Regions from separate parts of the Zea mays genome. Here region 1 is linked to region 2. The links are chromatin contacts, called in public Hi-C maps. All regions are on one chromosome and are shown on one strand. Each heading gives the region's core, a stretch centred on a gene start, on an enhancer-like site or on the middle of the called end of the contact. The rest is flanking DNA. Distances are from core to core; before and after follow the strand shown. Region 1 has its middle 64 kb from the start of LOC109944568. Region 2 holds the start of LOC100284085.

Region 1 (4,973 bases), core at 797-3,296, 120 kb before region 2:
TTGGAATCCAGGAGTTATGGTTAATGACCAATATACCAACTTTGTAGAGCAATGATACGAGGACAATTCGTATTAAATGATATAGCCCCAAAACTATATGCTACTAGTAGAAAAGATAGTCCAAAGATTGATTAACAGATTTCTGAATTTTTAGATTGAAAACAGTAACTGGAACTGAATTCAGAGTTTGATAGCAGTTTTGGGAGCTTGTTTGTGACTAATCCCCTAAGGATTTGGGTTGAGGGGTCCATAAAGGGATTGAATAACATATGTTGGTGAAAAACTTTCTTTAAGTGTGTTTGGCATGATCCTATACAAAATGTGGAGAAAAACTTCCCCAAAGTTGGATTATCAGATTGTTGTGGACTTAGTTTATTCAGAGCTGAAAATCTGAACATCAGTGAATGGTACCAAGTTTAGAGCTCTATTGTGACCCATCCTAGTGGTTTTGAACTAAGAATTATTTAGCAAAAGTGTAGAGCAAAGTGAAGTAAATAAGTTTACTAAAGTAAGATAGACATGGTTCTACAGAAATTTGGGAGTAAAATACCTCCAAACCTTCCCTGTCAAACTAGGGGTGGGCTGTATCAGTTCACTAAAAATCTGTTTCAGGGTGTTGTTCAACCAATTTTGGAGCTCTTTAGAATTTAATTCCTGGAGTTATGAGTCCTACTCCATGTAGAAAGGTTGGAGACCATAGTAAGGTGAATAAGTTTTCTAAAGAGAAATGGAGTTGGTGTTACACAAGGTTGGCAGTAATTGGTGTCCTAATTACCCCTGTCAGGCATATGGAATGCATACTGATTCAGTTGTCTGTTATTATGGTTTAGTGAGTTTTTAATCACATTTGGAGCTCTGTGGTAATTACTCCAAGTAGCATTGGGTTAGGGATTCCACTGCAAGATGGGAGACCATATCAAGGACAACAAGTTTGATGCAAAGAGTTGGCTTGCTATTGTAGAGAATTTAGAGAAAATTAAGTGCCAAAACCCTCTGTCAGGCTTAGTGGTGTGCTATTTCAGACTCCAGAAACTGGGTTTTGTGAGTTTTGCTCAACTTTGGGATGTTGTAACTCTTGCTCTGTGGGTCTTTAGTCTAAAAGTGTTATACCATGTTGGAAGACCTATGTGTAAGGAACAAGTTTTATTAACCAAGTTTACCTTGCAGCCATATGGAATTGTGAGATAGCAGGGCTCCAACAGGGAGGCCTGGAACTAGAATGGAGCAGTGAGCAGCGGCAGTTCAATAGAGATAAAAAATATCTGCAGTAAAGATCTGTATCCACTATCGATTCTAGCTACTTCTATGTCAGTTATGGATAGGAATAAGCTTTGCTGAGGGAGAGGAAGTAACATGGGATATGCCTTGCTGCCATGGATAGAGATAAAGTTGTAGTTCAGGGTTAAGGATCTAGAGACTGCTCCACACTACAATATCTAATTTGGACTGTTTGGTGGGGGGGTAAGCAGTAAATTCTTGTTTGTTGGAATGAGCTGGACAGCAGAAAAACCTTGTGACCTTACTCTTCTGAAATATCACACCGTGGATCCCTGTTGTGCTTAGCCACATGTGGAGAATTCAGCCACTCTTTCTCCTGTCTTTATTCACTAGACAAAAGAGGATATTTTGAGTTGTGGAGTCGACCAAGTTTATTGTTTGGGCTGAATTTGTAAACTTGGCTGGAGTTGTACTTGTAAGCCACGTGGGTGTGCATGAAGTGTGCTGGCACCCTGGGACTTTCCCTTCCTCCACTAAATTTTATACAAAGCTCAGGGATACTCGCCTACATGTTCAGCTGCCCTAAAGACTTTATTCTTTGAAGTTCCTCTCTGCCCTTGAGTTCTACTGGGCCGAGATCCTCACTTTTCTTTTTGTTTTCATTTTTTATTCCCATTTCGGCCGAGCGATAAGGAGAGAAAAGAAAAAAGGAAACATACCTGGGCCGAGATCCTCACTTTTAGCCCATCTCCACTTCACTCACTTGCACAGGTCCAATATTTTTTTCTTTCTCTCTCCTTACGGCACGACCTAGTCTCGACATTGGGCGCCGACATGTGGGCCTGTCGGGTCAGTCACTCAGCCGCTCGACCATGCCACTGTCATGTGGGGTCCGACTGTCATAACCATCTCCTTTCTCGAGGTTTGTCTCAAAAGATCCGCTGTTCTCACGTGGGCATCGTAACAAACGTCGCCTAGAATCCAGGGCCGCTTCAACGCCTGGACCTCACCTTGGTGCTACTTAGGCTGAGTCCAGTGCACAGCCTCCCTCTCGCCCCTGCCACGTCAGCTCTCGCCTCCACTCTCGCCTCTGCTGCTCCAGTGCACAGGCTGCAGCAGGCTACAGCCTCAGGCTATAGCCACATCAACTTTTCTATTTCAGAATTAAGTAATTCACGCGGATTTATTTCAACGCTCAGAAAACACACAACATAATATTTTTTATTGAATTAAAAATTACAAATTGCGTAATAATTAAAATAAAATTACATGACGATTTAAAAATTACAAACGCTCAGAAACTCCTAGGTGGACCAACTGGAATGTGCCAACTCACTCTCGCCTCGCGCTCTCGCCCACCGCGCCAGCGCGTCGCCCCGCTCCCGCCCTCCTCTCGCCCGAGCACGCTCTCCAGTGCAGGCGAGAGCGAGGCGACAGGCACGATGTCGCCGGGCGATGCGGCCATCGCCCGCTCCCGCTCTCCCGCCCCTCTCCCGTCCCACTCTCGCCCCCGTACGCTCCTCTCGCTCGTGCTTCCCGCCTGCACTGGCACCAGCCTTAATGTTGTGGCCCGTGCCCCCCTGATCACCCACCCAGCCATCATGCTGGTGCAACCGCGTTGGCCGCCACCGCAGGTAACTCTCGCCTGCACCTCCATTTAAGGGCCAATGGGGGATCGGGCAGCGTCACCAACATGTAGAGATAATTGCATATTTAGGACTCTAAACATTACGCTTTGCACAAATGCCATTCGAAAGATTTTCTTCGTAAAAAGGGACTATAAATATATTCTAATTGATTATACTACCATTTGATGTGTATTATTCCTTTTTATAATTTGTTTCCATGTATTTATCATCTAAGAGTCAAAATTGCCCCTGCCCTGGGTTTCTACTTTCAATCGTTCGTCTCTATCTCCTAGTTCAACTGTGTTTCTCTCACCTCTTCTCTCGCCGAGCCCGGCGGACGCGCGTGGACTGCTCCTCTGTGGCGAAGTCCGGTGCGGTGGTGGCCGTCGCGCAGTGACCATCAAAACCATGGTCGATGGTCTGAGCAAGCTTGCCCACCAGCAAGAGGAATGCATTGGAGGAAGAGCTTGAGCGCTCCCTCGTTCAGCTTGACCTCTGCGGCGCTGCGTACAGGAGACTAACAAGAACAGCGATATCTCAGCGATAGAATGAGAGAAGGGCAAATCTGTCTAGTGGAGAAGAGAATACACGTAAAAAAATACAAAAGGGAGGAAATACGGTAAATGATGTCTTTATCAATTAGAAGACGTTTGTAGACCCATTTTTGCGAGACAGTTATTTAAAATGGTATTATTGCGAAGCGTCACGTTTATAGTCCCAAAAATACAATTGTCTCCAACATGTGGGGATTGTAATCTAAGTCGAATCAGAGCTCAAGACACCGTGGGCGAACGAAAATTTCTCATCGATTGCGCCGCATCCGCGTGAAGCTGCGAGACATCGTCTTCTTGGCGGTTTTCTGAACAATTCTCGATAAGACTAGCTCCCCTAAATTTGATTTCATCTGTGCTACACTTAGCACTCTCCGGATTGGAGTATAGAGCGCAGGGTCGTTGGAATTTGCATCCGCCGCCGGGTTCTCAGGGCGGAGCCCTGCTTCCACCACCGTAGTGTGTTATGGGAGGAAGATGGTGCATTAGCTGTTGATCCCCCCATATGGAGAGATTATTGAGATTATGAAACACGGCAGAACTGGTTTCGACGAAATGGAGGTGTAGGCGTGGGCTTCGACATTTTGGAGACGCAAGCGACGAACAAACGCTGATATGAAATTGATTTAGTCATTAGCTGTCGCGAATAAGGATTTAGCTGCTTGAGCTCACGCTGTTTGCTACATCGCGGATGGCGCCCGGCTGAGCTCTGATTCCTTATCGGCGACGCTGTTCCCGCTCAAGTGGCAGCTCATCAGAGACAACTCAACCGGCTCGACGCGGGCCTCGCTGGCGGCACTACGGCGGCGGCAAGCTACGGCTGCGCAGCGACCTGGACGAACTGGGCGCGACCCTCGACGCGCACATGGCGCGGCTGGACGAGGTGGTCCACGTCCTAGACGCGGGCTCCGGCAGCGAGGCGGCCAGGGAGAGCGCCGCGCGGGTGCTCTGCTCTTCGAGTATTCTCTCCCTTTCACTCTGCTCTTGCCCAACTTCATCCCATATCGTCTAAGAACCAATGCAGATTTCAGTAAGAACTGGAGCACGGGCGACGCTTGCACGGGGCGGTGGGCGGGCGTGGGCTGCTCGGCGGACGGTCACCGCGTCACCTCGCTGACCCTGCCGTCGCTGGACTTGCGCGGCCCGCTCGACTAGCTGTCCCACCTGGCGGAGCTGCGCGCGCTGGACCTACGCGAGAACCGCCTCAACGGCACGCTGGACGGAGTCAGGATCGGAGGATGCCGGCAAGGTCAGGGCCGCGAACGCTGCCGCCGACTGCAGGAGGTTGCCGTTTGGCACAGCGAGCATCGCCAGCGACGGCGTGAGGTTAAGTAGCTAAATTCTTCTTCGCAGTGGCTAATAACTAAATCAATTCCATATCAGCATTTGTCCATCGCCTGCGCCTCCAAAATGTTGAAGCCCACGCCTACGCCTCTATTTCGTCGAAACCAGTTATGCCGTGTTTCATAATCTCAATAATCTCCCATATGGATGGCAGAGATTGTATCTCTGCGTAGACAATGACTTCATTGGATCACGACCGTAGATCGGCTGATGAACAGATGAGTGTGAGTGC
Region 2 (4,944 bases), core at 2,415-4,914:
ATTTCTCGTGAAGAAATACCAGAACTTGGCGTTTATTGAAAAGTGGGCTAACTGAAAATAGTAGCATCATCCGACTCTCCCTCGCACCGTCTCACACTACCTCAGGCATCTCTCCTGATGTATCTCCAGTCTCGATTCCCTTGCTTTGCTTCTGTATGATGAACTCTGTTTCCTAGCGCATTGGAGGTTGCTTAAGGCCCTGATCGGTTGTTTGGGATTGGAGCCCCGGATTAATTCCTAATTGTATTGGTTCTCTAATTTATATAGATTTTGATGAGCTAGAATGAATCCTGGCTTATTCCGGTACAACCGAACGGGCTCTAAGATGGTGTTGGACAGTTGTAGTGATTGGCCTAGGGTTCCACCGGTGGTTTGTGCAGGCACTGGCACAAAATATATGAGATGTTCGTTTCGAATTAAAGCCGATTGTTTAAACTACTACGGGTGCAATTCGAATTAAAGCCGATTGTTTAGACTACTACGGGTGCAATGGAACAGGCACATAACCGATAACCGGATGAGCTTCATTTTAGTCCTTCGATCCGATCCTTGTTTGCGCTTATTGAGTCCATTTCAAATTCCCTCAATCACATGCAGATCAAGAGTTCTCCAGTTTGCAATTGTTTTTATTTTCCTTGTGCATTAATAATTTAACACAAGAGAACTCAAACATCATTTAAGCAATCATCCAGTGACCAAATGGAGGCTTGGACCGGCTACCTCGAATGCATTGTGCATGCAAGTAGCGGTCGCCAACCAATATGACAGTGAAAACATGGCCAAACACAATCATCATCAGGGCTTGTTCGGTTATTCCCAATACACATGGATTGGATGGGATTGGAAAAAATTGTGAAGAAGTTTGAGCTGTTTGGGATTCAAACCCATCCAATCCCGCTCAATCCACATGGATTGAGAGCTAACCGAACAAGCCCTCAATGGTAACAAACATAGACTAGCTACATCAGTTCACATACTCCCATCAATTCCTCCATCCACAGGCAACACACACAAACACACACATGGCACCCTCTTCCGCGCCCCCAATTCTATCTAAACCGGAAATTTCAGTTTTGGGCATGCCGGTACACTCTGGAAGGCACTTACCACTGGAGTCAACCACCACTCCACAAATTATTTTAGGCTCATGTACCTCCAGTGGACTTATTCTCCTACAGCAATGCATGCATTCGACCTACATTTCGGTCTTCCTGTTCAGGAAGTTTTTTTTGCTTTCAGGTTCCTAGTTAGGCTGGGCCTGTTCACCAGCGTGAGATGCTTCTTGCATTGTGGCTTCCGACTCCTGGCCCTGCATCATCAAGGTATCGCCTGGTGCCGCCTCCACATCTGTAGAATCCCCATTAGATCTCAATGCTATGAAAGCGCTCACCGACTCCTGCTCTGTAGTTGTAGCCTTATTGTCAGGCTTCCACACTTCTGTGTTGCTGGGTGGGTCCTGTTCGACAGTTCTAGCTTCCTTGTTATGTTGGACCTCTGCAGGATCTCTGGGTGGGTCCTGTTCAACACTTCTAGCTTCCTTGTTATGTTGGACCTCTGCAGGATCTCTGGGTGGGTCCTGTTCAACACTTCTAGCTTCCTTGTTATATTGGACCTCTGCAGGATCTCTGGGTGGCTCCAATTGTACTATCCTATCTCCTTCACCAGGTTGTGTCATTACAACTTCCTTGTTAAATTGAACCATAGCAGTATCTGTAGGTAACTCATATCCTATTCTTCTAGCTTCCTCATAGTCATCATGTAGAAGCGTTCCAAGCCCCTCTGCATCCTTTCCAGCATCAACAATTCGGTCAGCCATCCTCCTGAATTTCCTCTTGTTCCATTTCTTCCTGGAACCACGCTTCTTGACTCTAAGTGGTATGGGGGTTTCAGTTGGATTTTTATTCGTCTCCTTATCTGGCCTTTGCCCAGGAACAACAATGTACTTTTTGGCACCATTTGCACCACCTTCTGATTGACCTGCAACAAACATTGCCCATTTATGACCCAAAATTTAGGCCAGTTTCTTTGCTAAAAGGGAGTGATAATGTTTGCACAAAAGATATTCTTGGATTGAATGCTAAGAAAATTACTTTGGATTGCAAGAAGAGCAGTTCGGGCAGCTTTTATCTCTGCCTCCTTCTTTGTCCTAGCTGCAGCACCAATGTATAGGATGCCACCAATCTCAACACTGCATACGAAAGGAGCTACACCCGAAGCTTGTTTAGTGCAAATATAAGATGGAATGGCGTAATTCATCTTCTGAGCATACTCCTGAAGGAGATTCTTGCACAGGCCAGTTTCTTGCTGCAACACGTAGTAAGATGTATCAACGGAACATGTCAATCAAGAAGACATCCTGCAATGCTATGATATGCTAATTTCATCATCCGAATTCATAAGTTGAGCTATGAATGGTTCGTGGTAACTTAATCACTATGTTATGAGATATGCATAGTTCATGGTTCATAAACTGAGCTGAACAAGTCTGCAAGCATTTTCATAACTATCTCCAAAGAATAATTAGAGGGGACATTGCTGTGATTGAGAGCATTAATAATTACAAATAAATGATAAGACCAAAGAATATTATTGGGAAAATTCCAGGAAACATAGAAACAAATTTTCGCGACAGTACTTAGGTACCGCTAGACAAACACAGTTAAACAAATTTACTTAACTGAAAAGAGGTAGGTGCTATTAGCATACTTGCAATAAATTTCATTGAATGTTTGCAATGCCAAGTTAGTATAGAATACTTCAGACACTCTCGCATCCATAAAAATAAAAGAAATAAAGAAAGAACATCAATGTTATAGGCAGCACCATAACTATGAATGAGGCAGCTTGCTTTTTTTCCCTTTAGGCTATGATTTTCTAGATCATCGCTCATTTGCATACACCTTAAAATTCAAAGAACAAAAAATATCTTTCTGGAGGATAAAGTTTATATAGTTAGAATCTTTAGACAACGCATCTGAATAGAGAGAGAGAGAGAGAGAGAGAGAGAGTAATTTTTTAGATGTGCATAAAAGAGTAACTTACAACTGCTGGCATGTTCCTAATTTCGGTCACCGGAGCGGACATGGCTATCTCCATGAGCGCAACTTCCGCGGCAGACTGTTCTGCAGCCTTCCGGCTGAAGAACCCAGGCAGCGACTCATACTTGGTATTATTAACGAACACTGTGGACTTGAAGACAGGTTCATGAGATGGGCCTTCTTTCAGCGTGTGGTACTCCGGGGTTGGAATGCCAACCCTCTGAGCATACTCCTGCAGCCGGCTCTTGAACACGTAGCAGTTTTCGACCCCTGTGCCAAATCAAACACGAACGGATGAGGAAACAGCACCATAGCAAAGAGAAATTTGGAACGAGCTATTTGCAGACACTCTGCTAACGAAGGATGAACTGACAAGCTGCACTAGGGAAAGATAAGCAACTGGTAGGAGTAGTATCGTATCAGAAATTGCGCGAATCGGCAAAGAATGAGATGCGTTTGGAGAGAGGGGGAGGAACGGTTGGGGCGCAAACTTACTGATCCCGGCGGGGGCGACCCCGACGATGGGCCCAGCTTCTGGGGAGATGCATATGGCGGCATCGGGCGAGGCCGCGCCTCCGCCGTGCATGGCGCCGCCGCCTTGGAGCGTGAGGGTGAGAGGAGCAGAGGGTTCTGTGCGGTGCTTCTTGGGGGGTTGGGGTTGGGGTTGGGGTTGGGGAATCCTTACTCCCTCGCCTGTGTCTGTAGCATTTCTTATAGCGTTTTGTCCGAATGCCAAGCGGGTCCCACCGACTGGTGGACCCACCTGACAGTGGCTTCTTCCTCAGAAGGCGGTGACTCGCCGCCGCCGGTGAGGGCCTCTCGCAAGGACTAGAGATGACAATATGGACCTGATCCTTGATTTCCCAAAGAAAATTCCTCTATTTTGGCAACCCCATATTTTCAAGGGTTTTTTATTTTTCCAAGAGAAATTAGTTTATTTTTCCTTGGAAAAATGAGAATCTCTAGAAAAATAGAGTTGCCAAACTAGACCTAAGGCTTATTCGGTTAGAGATAAATTAAGAAGGATTGGAGGGAATTAAATCTTGCCCAACACTTGAACCAAACAAGCCCTTAGGGAACGGGTATGAGAATGATTTGATCCTCACGGAGATCTAAATGGAGAAAATTCAATCCTGTCGGGTTCGCAAGGATGGCGATGGGTAACCATCCCCTGTTCTCATGTACCCGACCGCGAATTTTTTTTATCCAAATTAGTCAATTTACTTGTTCAAATTATACTAAAAACTCAATATATATTATAAAATATCAAAGTAAACTTAAAGTAGATGTCCCTTGTAATTTTAAATTTTGATTGTTAAATTTGCATTAATTTGATATAATCAATTTAAATCTATCTCTAAATATTATAATTCCTACCGGGGACCTGCGGCGACGAGAATGGGAGAAAAAGCTCCCCCATGAGTGTTCGCAGGACAGGGAAGCGTAATTATTCTCCCCGTGGGGACGGGTTTGGGGAGCCATTCTCCGACGGAGAATTCCTCGTTGCCATCTCAACCAAGGACACACATAGAGATTGTGCAAATGGTTCCCAAAACCCGATACCCGATGGGTGAACAACCCTATTAGAGCACCGGTATGACGAAATTTGCTACCTATGGGCATGGATATGTTCTCTTTTGTCCCATATCCGCTATCTGATGAGAAACCTGCTAATATATAACATGTGAGTTCGGATTAAAGACCTTGTTCTCTCATGCATGAGCTTGTATGTGTTGCAGATAATATTAAATATTGTTGACCTTATGATAAAATTACATTGGATTCCATGATTTACCATGCGGGCACAAAAGTAATATATTATTTTAACATCCTTCAATATTTTTCAATATTAATGAGGTATGTGGCTTCAACTTTTTTATAAAAATAATATATTATTTTAATATCC

What was found. Hi-C and Micro-C count contacts between places; a contact is called where the count stands out from the background.
Region 1: a contact with region 2 is called in a Hi-C map of tassel, with 5 times the contacts expected there. The contact joins the enhancer-like site here to the promoter of LOC100284085 in region 2. A contact is called at or near these places in 6 of 25 Hi-C or Micro-C datasets (ear, endosperm, leaf and 2 more).

Annotation. Positions count from the first base shown.
Region 1 is chr2:156,794,889-156,799,861 of Zm-B73-REFERENCE-NAM-5.0, reverse strand. No RefSeq gene overlaps it. Among protein-coding and RNA genes, the nearest start is that of LOC109944568, 64 kb to the right of the region's middle. Within about 2 kb of position 2,046, at least 17 of the 20 cell types and tissues checked have an H3K27ac peak or open chromatin away from gene starts, as enhancers often do. A contact at or near this core is called in ear, leaf, leaf mesophyll and 1 more, where this site is marked.
Region 2 is chr2:156,674,532-156,679,475 of Zm-B73-REFERENCE-NAM-5.0, reverse strand. It overlaps LOC100284085, which reads right to left and starts at 3,664. Exons shown (of 4, transcript NM_001156983.2): 1 at 3,534-3,664; 2 at 3,043-3,308; 3 at 2,091-2,304; 4 at 965-1,977. The coding sequence starts at 3,624. The coding sequence ends at 1,244.